2 separate regions of the Triticum aestivum genome follow, and region 2 is linked to region 1. The links are chromatin contacts, called in public Hi-C maps. All regions are on one chromosome and are shown on one strand. Each heading gives the region's core, a stretch centred on a gene start, on an enhancer-like site or on the middle of the called end of the contact. The rest is flanking DNA. Distances are from core to core; before and after follow the strand shown.

Region 1 (3,337 bases), core at 58-2,557:
GGCGGCGATTGCGATTTGTCAAGGCAGGCGTACCTGGATTCCAGACTGGAACTGAGCCTCCCATGTCCTCGGTTGCTGCACCGGGTCAATAATTTCATGGAGGATGGTTAGTTAAGGACTGCATTAGCAAGGTAAGCTGGCGGCGAATGTTTTGGGGGCGGAGGAGCGGCTTACGGAGTCGGCGGGGTTGCTCCAGGAGGAGATGAGGCTGATCTCCTGCTCCGGGGGCTCCTTGAAGATCCACTTGTGGCTGTGGTCCGCCGCCACTTTCCCTATCAACCTGCAGCCAAGCGACCAAGAACAAACAGAGAAGCAGCCTGGTTAGTTAACTTAACCATCATCCAGCAGCACCGGCGACCGGCCGATCGCCTGCTTAGCTACCTAATCTGATCATAAGCCAGTTAATCTTGGGGAGTACTGACCCTTCGCCGTAGTTGTAGATGTCGTGGGACATCTTGAAGAAGAGCTCAGGCTGCAGGCCCAGGCCCTGCTTGGCCTCCTGCGCTGCTGCGGCGGCGGCAGCCTCGCAGTCCGCGTACGCAGCCGCGGCGGCTCCTGCCCCCTCTTGGCCGCAGGCGGCTGCAGAGGTGGTGGCCGCGAAGTTGCAGAACCCGTCCTCCCACGCCAGGATCCTGGGTGCAAGAAACCAAAACCCCAACACAGTAAGTCTCAGGCGACGGTAAAAAAGACTTGGACAAGTGCAGAGGACTCTCTCCATGTGTATGCATGCGCGTACCAGTTCCTCCTGTTTCCTCTGGTCCTGTCATACGCCACACCTGGGAGATCCCATCTGCTCAAACAGACGGACAGAGCGAGCAAAGAGATTAGCAATCGCCGAAGAGCGCGGTGCGGCATCAGGACGTTGGTTGATTGATGGCGGTGGCGGCCATGGTTTGGTTTACAGGCGCCTGATGAAGATGATGGATGCGAGAAAGGAAGGGGAGGAGAAGGCAGGGCTCACTTGGGGGGGAGGGTAGTTCCGGGGGAGGATGCGCCAGAAGACGGCGTAGACCCACTGCGAGGCGTCGCTGGTGCAGAGGCTCCGGAGCGTGTGCTGCAGCAGGTGCGTCACCGCCACCGGGCTCAGCTGCTCCTCCATTGCCGCCGCCGCCACGAGCAGCCGGAGATGAGATTCAGCAGCGGGGAGCGGAAAAGGAGACGCCGATCGAGAGTACCGGAGAACTGGCGCTAAGCTCTAGCTAGCTTGCTTAGCTTGATCCTGGACTGGGACTCCCTTTCTTTCCCGTGTGTGATCTCTCCGTATGGCTGTGAGAGGCGAGGCCACCATCGAATGAGAGCGCCACACTTGCCCGAAATTTATACCCCCTCCCCTCTCTCTCTCTCGAGAGGGACCTGACTGAAGATGATGGGGGACTGCTGCTTGGGAGTATAAGCTAATAAAAAAATGTGTACCCGGCTGGCTTTTGCCCAGGGCCCACATTTTGGTTCTTATTATTAGTTGCGGGAGGGAAGAATGAGAAAATTCTGCTTGTGTTTTTGGTCCTTGGATCGAGTTGATCCCAACTGTCCCCTTCATGCCCACACACGCGACGCAGGGGCAGGGCTCCTCAAAATGTAGAGAGAGGACTGTGCTTCGTACGGCTCCTTGTGGATTAATTGCGGTGCTGGGATGGGAATTGCTTTGTAATTTGTAAATGTCACGTGTCATTTATTAAGGTGGGTCTCACATGCTAACCGTGAGACCTAGTCTCATATAATTCTTTTCCATTAAATACTCCGCGGCGCTCCATCCTGACTCGCTCATGCATTGCGTTCCCTGGTTGCCTTTTCTTGTATACTTGTTCTATCAATATATTTTTCCCGTAGAGCAAGTGTCACGCACGTCTCCAAACTTTGAGCATAACTAATAGGCGGGTGCTAGGCGCCGGTGCGCGGGCCCAACAGTTGGGTCGGTCGCGCCCCAGCCGCCCGATGCAACGAGCCCCAACTGTTCGATCTACGCGCGTTGACTTTCCTCATCTCCTTCTTCCTCTCAGCGCGCAGCCCCGGCCGTTAGACGTCCTCTCGGCCGCCGGCCACCATCCCCTCACCTGGACCTCCTCCCTCCGCCGCCCCGCGTTCCTGGATGCGCTCACTGTCCTCGTCGCCGCCGGTCCAGCAGGAAGACGTCACCCTCCCTCGTAGCAAAAAACGACGCCACCTTGAAGCATGCCGACGCCCTCTGTCGTTGCGGCACCTAGCAGTCGTCGTCTTAGCACACCCCGCTGATGCACTGTCGTGCCGCCGATCACAGCTCTCAACGTCGCCCCTCGCACCATTGGCACGCCGGTTGAAGCTTTTTATCACACCGGTTGAAGCTTTTTCCATGTCGGTTGAAACTTTTTTCGCAGATTAAAGCTTTTCATTGTGTTGATTGAAGCTTTTTTCAACTACGATCGAAGCTTATTTTGTAAATGGTTGCAACTTTTATTGTCTTGCAGTGCCCGGTTGAAACTTTGTATATCTTTCGGCTGAATCCGTTTTCACCTAAGGTTGAAGCTTTTTTCGTAACAGTTGCAACCTTTTCAGTTGACAGTGGCTGGTTGAAGCTTCCCCTATTGGTGGTTGAAGCTTTTCTATGTAGGTATGAAACTTTTTTGTCAATGGTTGTAGCACTCGTATAGGTGGTTGTAGCTTTCACCAAAGCCGGTTGTAGCACTGCCCCTCGTCTCGTTTCACAGCGCCGTTCGCTTGAAGCAAAAAAAAAAGGTTGTCGCTGGCAGCGCCGTCGCCGACTGCAGAAGCCCGACAAAGAAAGCTTGGAGTAGTAGCAGGGGTGGGTCGTGCAGCAGCGATGGTGAGGGCGTGCAGAACTGTGGTTCAAGGTGGCAACGGGGGCAGGGATGACCGGGGATGACTCCATCATCCCCGCCCCGATCCCCGCCAATCCCCATACCCGCGATCCCCGTGAAGCTTCGCGGGGACAAAACGCCCCCATCCCCGTCAATATCGGGTACCCGGTACCCGTCGGGTATCCATGGGGATTTCAAAGCTGACACGGATAGGTGAGATTGGTGAAGACATGGTTGTTGGGAGAGGTGCTGAAAAATAATTGTGTGAAATATCTAGGTCTTAATCTATATATAATGCATTTGTAGTACGCATGGCATAGTTTTCGGGTATCCATGGAGTCCCCACGGGGGGAATTTTATATCCATCCCCGCCCTGTGAGACTAACGGGTACCCGCCAGACAATACCCATGGGGATAATTTGTCCCCCATCCCCGCTCCATGATGTGTAAATCCCCGCGGGTACCCATCCCCACGGGGAATATTGCCATCTTGAACTGTGGTTCTGGTGGGGAGGAAGAGATAGAGGAGGGGAGAGGTCAAGCTC
Region 2 (3,333 bases), core at 499-2,998, 300 kb after region 1:
AGAAAAAAAAATAGGATAATGTTGTGATGCACAACTGGCCCTTCATTTTTTGCTCAGGGTCAAACTAGTGGTGGACTAAAGTGTCACGCTGTGGAGGTTCATTGTCTGCACACCACGAGCATGAAGTGCACTTCAGTGTGTGTGATATTGCAGGATAATGGTAAAATTTGCAGCTCCTTTCACGGGAACTGGAAGATTAAACTGAAAGCACCTAAGTGTCACCATTGCACAATAGCCCTCGTGACGCCCGCCTGATTACGGCCAATGCGAAGCGTGGTCAGAAGACATCCGATGCTAAACGATAATCTCTGAAGATTTATAGATCCAGGCCCCTCCAAGCCTGCCTGTAGATGAAGAGCCAATCAATACGTGCCATGCAGGAAGCGATAAAAGTGCAGGTGAAACGCACCTAATAAAGGGAACTAATCGCACTGTATCACAGCCCAACACATCAGCAACTACGTTCGCTACACACGCACACACCCTGTAGCCCTCGCTGGCAAATTGCAAGCGTGGCTGCAATGTTGAGGAACAGTCGGTGTCGACGCAAGCAAATCGGGGTGCTTTCCGAGCGTAAAACGGAGGCAGACAGCTGAATGACAAGGGCGAGCATGCAGAGCGATGCCCCAGCCGCCCGTTCTCGGAACGCCATGCCATTGCCACGCATCTCCATCTTGGTGGCGCGAGCGAACGTGTGATGACTGACGATCCTCTGCCAGCACATCCGGCCCTCGGCTCAGCGATCCCACTACCAATGGCTTCCACGAGTAATGAAGAAGCAGGACAGGACACTGTATCCCTCCTATAGCTCACTGCAGCTACGGCATGTGTGGCGCCTTTGCAGCATGATTGTTGACCAACCCTTCGGCGTAACCCCACCTCATGATCAATGGGAAAATTATCGCCAGTACGGTTCGGATCACGGCATGGCGCCGTTCGGACTGTCGTGTGCTCTGTGGTTGCCGAATTCGTTACCGATTTACTGAAAGGAGGAGACGCATGCAGCGCTCACTTGACAAACACACAGTCTATGCTATTCTCTTGTTTTCTTCGTATGAGATTGATTGAGCGTACACTGAACAGCGGCGGCGTATGGTAATTCCCGAAGTTCCATTTGCCGCCTTGCCCGGAAAAAGAAAGAAAGAAATAGGGGAGAAAAGGTGGCGAGGCGGGTGTGGTTCACGGGGTGCCCAGTGTATGCCCTAACAAGAGCCGTCAAATCAGTCAAGTGCTTGGCACAGCACAGGGCATGGCCCCTGACAAGCAACGCTCAACCTTCTCCTCCCCGGCCAACACCTGCCATTCGCAGCGGACACGAGCACCCGCCGCTGTCCGGCGACCACCTATGAGGAGCTCCCCTGTAAAACGATGCTCAGGGGGACACAAGCGTCACCTCGCCACTACGCTTATCCTGCTAAGCTGCTCTCCTCGCCCTCACCTCGTCGTCTTTACAGAGGGGAATGCACATGGAAAAGGCAGAATTATTGGGGCATCAAGCCTGATGATGATCCTTTTCTTCCTTTCTTACGGCCATTGGGCCTGTGACTGATGGATTCCTCACCGAGCAGCAAAGGTGGCAGCCAGCCAGCAGCGGTGCATGGGGTTCGGTCGCGGTGACAGGGAAAAGGGGGAGAGATCTGCTTAGAAAATAACAGCCGTCGCGTCGGGAAAGTTGTGGGGGATGGGATCTTCCTCCCGTCTTGGCAGGTTGGAGGATGATGAAAGCTGCTGACTGACTTGCCCCACCCAATTATTTGAATGGATCGGAGGTGACCGGTTGACTGGGTTCAGGGGTAGGTGGTGTCCATGCACAGGGCTCAGGACCTAGCCTAGAAAAGTGCTTGCACTTGGCCAACCTACCATGGTAGGCTTTTTTTCTTGTTCATTCACTTTGTACCGAGGTACCCAGCATGTTTCTTGTTCAGGAGCTATGCGGTTGCACACTGAGCTGGAAATGAAGCTATCAATCTCTTCTCATTAGGCACAAAGTCAATACACTAAATTTGAGGATGCAACTATTCATGACACCTACTAGAAGAACAGACGGCAAATCTTTTGCCTCGTTTCAAAAAATATATACTAGAAGAACAGACGACCCTCCTACACCCAACCCCGATGCTTCTTTCATTCGAGCTCCCGTTAACCAATGCCATGGTTCTTTTTTCCTCCGAGTTTAGAAGTATGACCATTTACAACCTATGTGAAAATGCAACACTTGCTTATACTCACGGATCATAAATGGTTCTCTCCTTTTACAAAAATGTTCATGCGTATACTTCATCTCATAATTTGCTTGTCTGATTCTTTTCATGATTTTTAGGACATTTTAGAAACAAAATTCCTCTTCTAGAATCTAGACAATGACAAATACTCCGAGACATGATGGTTTCCCATAACCTTGAGAAAGAACCTTAGCTGCCATAGAGCCCTCATCCTCGTCAACTGGATCCAGCAGTGCCACTAAGAGGAAGGGGAGACCATATCATGGGGCTAAAGTGCACGCTACAGCCACATACCAGCAAAAGTCGGAGAAAGCCGAAAAGACCAAAAAAATCAGAGTAAAATCAAGAAAACCAAACAAAAAACTAGAAAGATTGAGAAGAAAAAGTTCTCCCACACCCGCCGTCGGACACGTGGCGGCGTTGGAGCGCTCCCCGTGCTCCCTCGTGGGTGTCCCTCGAAAACCAATTCAGAGATTACGCTCTAACTAGTTGCTCGTATGCTTTAAGCGCCTCAAATGAGAACAAGAAATGGCATCCATGTGGTCTCTGGCAGGCTGCAAAAATGTCTCATCTTTTTCTAACAATGTTGACTTCAATTCCTGTTCAAAAGGAACACAAAAAAACACAAAAACAAATTGCCTTATACGGTTCAGGATCCACACACACACACAAACCTAGCAAAAACGAACTAACAACCGAACTACATCCTGTTTGATGCTTAAGGCACCAAATATATCCCCTTTAAACTAACGGGTCTGCCCATGTAGATGGGTTCGTTTTGGTTTTGACAACTTTAAACGTAATTCCTTTTGATTTTCCTGTCGTGTTTTCTCAATTTCCTTTTCCTGTGTTTCCCAAGCAAAAAACTTGGCTTAGTTTTTTGTTTATTTAAAAAACATGAACATCTTTATTGTTTATGTACATTTTATTTGATTATAATTTCCAAATTCGTGAATAATTTATTAAAACTTTCAAGCATTGTTTTTGAAATTTATGCACATTTTACCAATTCATGAATAATTTTAAAAATTCTGGATACTTATAAATTTTCAAATATTTCAATTTTTTAATCCATGAATATTTTCAAGTTCGAGAACACTTTTTAATCAAT

What was found. A called contact is a pair of places that touch in the nucleus more often than the background predicts.
Region 2: a Hi-C map of an unstated tissue shows a contact between it and region 1, with 9 times the contacts expected there. The contact joins the enhancer-like site here to the promoter of LOC123169005 in region 1. A contact is called at or near these places in 4 of 5 Hi-C or Micro-C datasets (leaf and an unstated tissue).

What each region holds. Positions count from the first base shown.
Region 1 is chr7D:149,705,752-149,709,088 of IWGSC CS RefSeq v2.1, forward strand. LOC123169005 (protein RICE SALT SENSITIVE 3) reads right to left here and starts at 1,308. Exons shown (of 7, transcript XM_044586867.1): 1 at 966-1,308; 2 at 737-793; 3 at 423-632; 4 at 175-280; 5 at 34-75. The coding sequence starts at 1,099.
Region 2 is chr7D:150,000,938-150,004,270 of IWGSC CS RefSeq v2.1, forward strand. No RefSeq gene overlaps it. Among protein-coding and RNA genes, the nearest start is that of LOC123166859, 140 kb to the right of the region's middle. Within about 2 kb of position 1,749, at least 1 of the 8 cell types and tissues checked has an H3K27ac peak or open chromatin away from gene starts, as enhancers often do.